Regions from separate parts of the Callithrix jacchus genome. Here all the other regions are linked to region 2. A link is a contact called in public Hi-C data. All regions are on one chromosome and are shown on one strand. The core of a region is the stretch at or near the end of the contact, and the rest is flanking DNA. Distances in the headings are between cores, read along the strand shown.

Region 1 (2,700 bases), core at 177-2,676, 140 kb before region 2:
TAAAGGGGCTCGCTGGCTGGGGACTTGGCCACTGCGCCTCCCGCCGGTCCTCGGCATCTGAAGACGGGGAGGAGTGGGGAGTCGGCGCTTGCAAAGACACACTTAAGACTGCAGACAGTAAATCAAGTTTATTTGTTCACAGAACATACTCGGCGATTTCGACAGTCGCCCCGTGACAGCCCACCAACCCCCAACCTTCTACCCCGCAGCCGCCCTTTAAGGGCGACTTCGAGGAGATCGAAGGCCACGGATCTCCTGCCCAACGGTCCGCCAAAGTCTCACAGTAGACAGACGGAGTTGAGAGGCTGGAGGACGCAATGTCACCTCCTAAACCTACGACCCACCACCAGACTTGACCCCAGCCGGGACGTCCTCCCCCACCCGAGTCCTCCCCATTTCTTCTACTCTGCCGCAGTTCCAGGTGTCCTGCCTCCACCAGTCCCACAAAGTTCAATAAATACCAAGAGACTTGCGTTTACAGTAGGGGGAACATCTCACACCCTTGCATAAGTTAAAATAAATATTACGTGCACCCCTCCATCACCTAGGAGGATGTACATAAATACATATAAATATTAATTAGGAGCAATAAGAAATAAATTAACGACGCTCTCCTTCCCACCGGGCCTAGCCCCAGCGTGGCCGTGCCTCGGTCTCTGTGCGCCTTGGCCCGCCTCAAGCACCTGCAGGAGTCTCCGCTGTAGTGTTCTGAGTTCGAATTGCCTCTAAGTCCCAGTTTGGGATACGCTCTTTCGGACCAGGTACGCCTGGTGTTTCTTTGTGGTTTTTCGGATTCTTTTTTGGAAGTGCGGAGTCACAGTTAGAAGGCGGCCGGATGTTGCTGGAGGAAAGTGCTGAGGTCCAGAGCGTAGTCCGAGGGCTCCGAGGTCAGATTAAAGGCCTCGAGAACAGGGAGCACAGGGGTGGAAGCCGGGGATGCGGCGCTGGGGGCGTCCTCCGGAGGCAGGGGCGCCGGCACACCCTCTTCAGCCATCAGGATCTGGCAGAAGACGATGGTGAGCAGCAGAAAGAGAAGCCTTTTCGCTGGGTTCGGTTCCTCGACTGGCAGCTGGCGCCGGACCTAAAGGGAGACAAAAAAGGAGACAGGTCAGATCAGGCTTCTGGAGTCCGGTCGTTCCCCAGTGACTCCAGGGCAGCGCGCCCTGCGAATGCCCCCTCCGGCGATGCTCACCACTCGAGGATAGAGAACCCTGCGGCTGCGCTTTCGGTGCCCGCGAGAGGCGCTGGGGCGCGCTGCTGGGGCCGCTGAGGGCTCCGGGAGAGGGTCGAAGGTGAAGATCTCAGGACCGGAGCCCCGCCGGGGTCCCGGGTTGGTCGAGGGGACCGGGGTAGGAACCTGCAGGACGGTCATGGTGGGGTGGGAGCTGCGAGAGTGACACATGGTGCTCTGAGCGGAGTGTAAAGCCAAGTGTGGGCCGGCGGCGGCAGATGTAATTATGTGCTCCTGGAAATTGGGCGGGTCCTTCTAACTCCTCCTTTCGCAGCTGGGGAGCGGTTGGCTTCTGCAGGGCTGGAAATTCCGACAATTAAACAAAGAGCGTGGGTGGAGACTTGGCGTGCGCAATCCTAGGCGCCCAACAGCATGTTGTGAATGTGTGAGTCGTGAGTGGGGGTGGGTGAGATCCCGGGCTGTCGGCACATGTCGGGGCATGTGGCAGCTGGAGAGGGGCCCACGACAGCCTAAGAGATGGTTCAGACACAGGATCCCTCACAGGCCCCAGCCCTGGAGAGGCAAGAGGGCTTTTTATTGGCGATCGGGCCATCCTGCTACAATACGGACCCAGTTACACGCGTATTCATGCACTCGTAGGTATCCATAGAAAATACACTCCCCAAGAAGGAAGTCGTTACATAAATAGTCAAGATTAAGAGAAAAATGAACGCACTAGCACACACAGACACAACCCTGCCTGTCTGAGGACACATGAAGACACACACCGTGTAGCCATAAAAAAGAACAAAATTAAGTGCTTTGCAGCAACATGATGCAGCTGGAGGCCATTATTCTAAGTGGACTAATCCAGGAACAGAAAACCAAATACCAAACATTTTCACTTATAAGTGGGAACTAAATATTGGGAACTCAATGGACGTAAAGATGGCAACAGCAGCAACTGGGGACTACTAGAAGGACCGAGGGAGCGAGGCAAAAGTAAAAACTATAGGGTACTGGCCTGACGCGGCGACTCATGCCTGTAATCCCAGCACTTTGGGAGGCCAAGGTGGGCAGATCACAAGGTCAGGAGATAAAGATCATCCTGGCCAACATGGTGAAAGACTGTCCCTACTAAAAATATGACAATTAGCTGGGCGTCGTGATGCGTGCCTGTAATCCCAGCTACTTGTGAGGCTGAGGCAGGAGAATTGTTTGAACCTGGGAGGCTGAGGTTGCAGTGAGCAGAGATCACGCCATTGCACTCCAGCCTGGTGACAGAGTAAGACTCTGTCTAAAAAAAAAATAACAAGAAAACAAAAAAACTATTGGGTACTATGCTCAGTGCCTGGGTGACAAGATCATTGGTACCCCAAACCTAAGCATGATGCAGTAACAAACCTGCACATGTACCCCAGAATCTAAAATAAAAATTAGGGGGGGACAGAGGATGGATGGATTTTAAAAAATACATATTGGCAGGGCGTGGTGACTCTTGCCTGTAATCCTAGCACTTTGGGAGGCCA
Region 2 (2,700 bases), core at 30-2,529:
TGCCCTATGCAAACTCTTAATATCAACTGTTTGAGGAATGACTTGGGAGGTGGCACTCAGAGATCCCAAGTGACACATGAGAAATCCAGAGAGATCATGTTTGTGGAGTCTGGATGGTTGCTTCCATCAATGGGCCTGAACCTTGCAGATACTGTCTCATTATCCTCCAAACAGACTCCGGGTCAGTGATTATTATCTCCCTCTTATTGGTGTAGACTCAGCCAAGGGAAGCCAGATGGTGAGTCAGAATCTTAACCCTCCCTCTCAGATGCAGAGCGCTGCTTTCTCCCCTCCAGTTTGGTACTCTGCTTCCTCTTGTATGCTGTGAGAGGCCTCATTACTCCTCTTCTCTCCTCCAGCCCCTCCAAGCCTAATTCATCACCGTTGGCTTGGGGATCATAGTTTCCAAACCAAGGATTTCTAAACATTGTCTGACAATGCCATTTTTTGGGGGAAGGGGCAGGGTCTTGGTCCGTTGCCCAGGCTGGAGTGCAGCTGTGCAATCAGGGCATACTGCAGACTCGGACTCCTGCGGTCTGGTGATCTTCCCTCCCAGCCTCCTGCTGGGACTACCTGTGTGCATCACCACACCCAGCTCAGTTTTGTATTTTTTGTAGAGATGGGGTTTTGCCATGTTGCCCTGACTGGTCTCGAACTTCTTGGCTCAAGTGATCCACCCTACTTGGCCTCCCAAAGTGCTGGGATTATAGGCATGAGCCACCTCAACTGGTGACATTGTCATTGGTCTTTAAGAGATGATGGTTTAGGCTTTGAAATTGGGGTTGTTTGTGAAAACTGAGAGTGTCTTTTGGTCTCAGATACTTCCTATGGCCATTGGTGTAATTGGAGGGAAGCTCTCACCATATATAATATTTTTCAGGCAGCCAACTAAGAAACTGGGATTCTGGTTCCCTACAGGGTGCAAAATCCTGGGAAAAGGAAGGAAGCCCAGAAGGAGTCTCTGTCCCTCTGCCAGTCAATTCAAATCTCTCTTCTCCCCCTCAAGTCAGCCCCCTGCTTCTGGCTCTTTCTCAGTCTCTCCTGGATTCTCCCCCTCTGGAGGGCCTGAGCTCCCGGCCACCACCAGCCAACACTGCTTTCTGCTTCCTCTGCCTCTCTTCATCTCCCTTTGTCTGGGGTTTCTTTGTCTGGGGTCTCCGTTTGGTTCTGTTTCACAGTTCTCAGCCTCCCCTCCCTTTCTCCCCCACCAGGCTGCTCCCTCCCTCTCTGCGGGGGCCTCAAGGCTTGGTGAGGGGAGCGGGACTTGGTTGCCATGGTCACATCGAAGCCAGCCGCAGCTGGCCCGGGCAGCTGCTCCTGGGCCCGGGGCCCCGGACTCTTGGACAAAGCCAGGCGGCTTTGGCAGCCCCAGACCCGAAACCCCAAAGGCCTGAGACTGGGGGGACTTGGACCTAGGAGAATCCTGAGCTGGAGGTGAGAGGGAGGAAGCCAGAGCTGAACTGGGAGGGCAGAAGTGGGTGCTGGAGCTGGGCCCTCCCCTTGTGGGCAGGGACCAGGCTTCCCGGCTGGAGGTGCGGTGGGAGGAGGAGATCTGCCTAGAGCTCAGCAGGGGGAAGGGAAGGACCGGGAATGGAGTTGGGGGTCACGGTGTGGCAAATGGGCTGAGGGGCTAGGGTGTCCCCAACGGGGGGGCTGTTGTCCAGAAACAGGTTTGATTCTCTCTTTGGGCCTGATGGGTCTGTCCTGCAGGTGCCTCTTCCTTTCTCAACCTTTTATACTTCTCACCTCCCCAGGTCCCTTAGCTTCACGCTCTGCGCCCCAGTCTCCTTCTCTTTCCTTCGACTTTGTTTCACTGCATCCCCTTCTCTCCCCTTGTCCTTGCTTCTTGTCCCCTTGGTCTGTCTGCCCAGCTCCCAGCCTCCTCAGTTCCCTGCCTTCCTCCCTTAGGCTTTGTTCCCAACACTGTTTCCCTTCTGAGGCCACTTCAGTTCCCTTATCCAGTTCAGCCCTTTTCTTCCCAAACTTCAGTCTCCTCTGAGCCCCTGGGGCTTCCCACCTTTTGCTGTGTGTCCTGTCTCCATCCTCCTTTTCCTCTCTCGGAGCCATCTCCTCTACCTTGGCCTCAGTCCAACTCCTCGGCCTTGGTCTCAGTCCATCTCCTGTCTCTCTGGGAGTTCCCTCACCATCGTCCCCATCTGACCATCAGTCTCCCCTCCCTCCTCTGGTCCCTTGCCCCTTTCTTCCCCATCCCCCAGGCTATCCACAGCTGAGCTCTGTTTCATCTCTCTCCCAAAGTTACATCATCTCCATCTCCTCCTTCACTCCCTGGCCTCAGTTTCCAGTTTGTATTCAGCGGCATCAGGTCTGACTCACACCCAAGGCCCTGTCCACTCTTTCACCCTGCCCCCCACCTGTCACTTCTCACTCCCCCCAGCTGCTGACCCAGCCTGCTCCCCCAGAGGCAGCTGCAGCTCCCGGAAGGGGACTGCGGTTAGTGTATGTATGGGGGCCCATCTGGTCTATCCTCTTGCTCGCTGGTCCTCCTGGGCTTCCCTCCTGTGGCCAGGCAGCCTGCAGGCCTGAAGCTGCCCTCTCCCCTCTCCTATGTGCCTCTCCTCACATTTTTTCAGCTGTTTCCCATCTTCTCCTTCCTGGGCAGGAGGATGCCATTGGCTTGAAGGGGAGGGAAGCCCAGAATGGGAGGGCATGGTAGAGGGTCATTCGGAGGTTCTGGGGGAC
Region 3 (2,700 bases), core at 56-2,555, 190 kb before region 2:
GCGGCGCTCCAGAAGCCCTCGCTTCCAGGCTGGCATCTGGGATAGGCGCTCCCGTTCTGCCTTCTCCCGGCCTCTAACGGACGCCTCCTCCTGCCGGCGCCGGGCTAACAGCTGTAGCTTCCAGTCTGGGATGGTGGTCATGGTCGCCTTGAGGTGAGGGTAGGGAGCACTGGGGGCAGAGAACAGGAAGAAGAGGCTCCAGAGAGGCCCAGGGAGTGAGACTGAGGGTGGGAGGGGAGGAAGTGGAGGGGGAGAGGTGGGACCACGAGCAGGGCAGAGGAGCTGAGGATGAGGACCAAGGGAAAGAGGGACGGCAGAGAACAGGGGAAATGGAAAAAGTGAAGAGAAGTTATGAGCCCAAGTTGGGGGTGGTGGGGGCGATGTGAGAGGAAGAGTCCAGATTGGAGGCAATGAGGACAGGAGCCAGATGTGGCAGTACAGGGTTAATGCGTATTAAAGACAGTCTCTAGGATGTGGGAAACAGAGAATGGGAGAAAAGAAAAGTTGCTATGAGGGTGAAAAGAGAAAAGGGGCAGGGATGAGGGGAACCCGGGTGCAGGCCTGGCTGCCTCAGCGATACCCCAGGGAGGTGAGTGTGGGAAGGAAGGACCGGGAATCCCTCCCGAGGAGGGCAACGGGACCTGAGGGGGTGTCGAGGAGGCAGGGAGGAGCGGAGAGCGAGCAGGTCTAGGGGAGAAGGGAAACCAGGGAAGAGGGGAAGGGAGCGCGGCGGTAGCGGCCGGGAGCGTCTCAGCGCGGGCCCCAAAGGTCCCTGCTCCGCTTCCAGTGCCGCTGGGGCCACGCCTCTCCCCAGCCCCCACCCCTCTGCCCCGCACTCCGCCCCCGAGGCGGGTCGGGGGAAATACCCACCCCGGGACTTTCGGAACCCGGGCGTCGGGGCTGCCAGCGCGTTCCCAGAACCCTGGTATCCACCCCCACCCAGTCCCGTCAATACCGCCTGCCTCCCCCGCCGTCTGCGCCCGGCGACCCCGGAGTGCCGAGGGCCGGCTCCATGCCTCTTCTCTCCAGCGCCTGCGAGTCCCATGCCCGGTCCCCGCTCTCATGGAGCCGTGACAGAGCCAGCTGTCTCCACCCCGCTCTGGCTGCACAGACTGACAATCTCGGCACAAAGAGGAGACAGCCAAGGTCCGGGCCAGGGACGGGAGCGAGGAGACACCCCCTCCCCAAGTCTAAGCCCCTCAGTCAACTCACACGCCGTGGGGCCCCCCTGGGAGGGGGTGCGGAGGAGCCGGGCGTCCAGAGAGAGGAAGAGGAGGAGAGAGGGACCGAGGGAGATCCGGAGACTGGAGGGAGGGGAGGAGGAGGGAGAGGAGGAGGGAAAGAGGCAGCAAAGGAGGAGGGACGGAGACAGAGATCAGGGGGCCGGGCGGGGGCGGCGACCGCTTTGTCTAAGGACAATGAGGAGAGGGAAGGGGGCGCAGGGCGGAGCCCGAGGGGAGGGCGGGGCTCCCTCCCACCGCGCGTGGGACTGGCTCTGGGACTGCCCCCTACTCGCCCCAACCCCTGGTCCTCTGCTCTGTGTCCCCAGGGGCCCTCAACCGCTTCCCTCCCGGTAGCCCTGAAGAACCCAGGTGTCCAGATCCCTTCCCCCAGCTCGCCGACCCAGGGCGGTGGCCCGTGACTCAGGCCCCTCGTGGGACTTTGGGAGGAAGCGGCAGCTGCTAGGAGCCGGGCCCGCCCTTCCCATCTCCTGCCTCTCAGCCCTCCCCGCGATTTTGCCTTCTCCGGCCAGTCTTTGTTTTTGCCGGGTCGAGGGCAGCCACCAGGAGGCCTTGAGGAGGGGGCGGCAGGAGAGGCGCTCAGAAGCCAGCAGTTTTGGAAGCTCGTTCTCCTACCAGAGCTGCTGTCCCCACTCTTTCTAGCTTCAACCTGCCTCCCATGAGTCTCTTGGTCAGCTGCGGGGTTGGGGAGTGGGGGAAGGGGATTTGAAGGAATGGGGACCCGGCCTCTCTGGCAAAGTGGGGGCGGGTCAGCGGGGGCGCGGTGGTCGAAGGCCAGCGGTTGCCAGAGGGCGTGGTGGCTGCCCAGACTCCACTTCGCGGGCTCGCAGGCTCCCTCTGGCTTTCCTTCCCAAACTCAGCCCTGCAGCTTGGGAGACACTGACAGACTACATGCAGTACGTAGAAAAATCAGGCTTTTATTTTCCTGCAGAGCATCCAGAACAGGAAGCCCCAAGTTAAGAACGGGAGAATCCTCTTGACTAGGTTCAGAGGCAGGGCCTAAGGAGGTGCAGACACTAGGGCCGGGAGTGCTGAGGCAAGGTGTGGGGCCTGGAGGGACAGCCACTGCCTTTGAACTTGCAGACCCTGGTCCAGCTTCTCGGAGTGGAAGCCAGAGGTGGCGAAGTGGGAGGGGGATCCCAGAGGCACAGAGAGAAGCAATGGTGCCCGCCAGCGGAATGGTCAGGGCAGATCCTTTCCTTCTAGGAGACTGTTGAAGGGGAGCATGCCATGCCCTAAACAGTGAGGAGACAGATGAATTCCATACCCTGCTCTTCCTTGCTGGTGAGATGTGGACTCTTGGAGTTCAGTGGCTGAAACTCAGAATTTAGAGTATGGAGCTGGACCCAGAGAATAAAGTAGCAAGTAGTGGAAGGGGCAACTCCTTTAGTCCATGGATTTGAGCCTCTGGCCTGAAGCAGCCAGGGCCTGGATGTTAAAGATTTAGAATTCAGGGGGA

The links. A called contact is a pair of places that touch in the nucleus more often than the background predicts.
Region 1: a Hi-C map of skeletal muscle shows a contact between it and region 2, with 4 times the contacts expected there. The contact joins the promoter of IER3 here to the promoter of DDR1 in region 2. A contact is called at or near these places in 2 of 3 Hi-C or Micro-C datasets (both in skeletal muscle).
Region 3: a Hi-C map of skeletal muscle shows a contact between it and region 2, with 4 times the contacts expected there. The contact joins the promoter of PPP1R18 here to the promoter of DDR1 in region 2. A contact is called at or near these places in 2 of 3 Hi-C or Micro-C datasets (both in skeletal muscle).

What each region holds. Positions count from the first base shown.
Region 1 is chr4:35,536,848-35,539,547 of calJac240_pri, forward strand. It overlaps IER3 (immediate early response 3), which reads right to left and starts at 1,427. Exons shown (of 2, transcript XM_002746312.6): 1 at 1,193-1,427; 2 at 114-1,081. The coding sequence starts at 1,402. The coding sequence ends at 821.
Region 2 is chr4:35,675,667-35,678,366 of calJac240_pri, forward strand. DDR1 (discoidin domain receptor tyrosine kinase 1) reads left to right here and starts at 1,280. Exons shown (of 17, transcript XM_078368546.1): 1 at 1,280-1,434.
Region 3 is chr4:35,484,435-35,487,134 of calJac240_pri, forward strand. PPP1R18 (protein phosphatase 1 regulatory subunit 18) reads right to left here and starts at 1,306. Exons shown (of 4, transcript XM_035297500.3): 1 at 956-1,306; 2 at 1-169. The coding sequence starts at 1,014.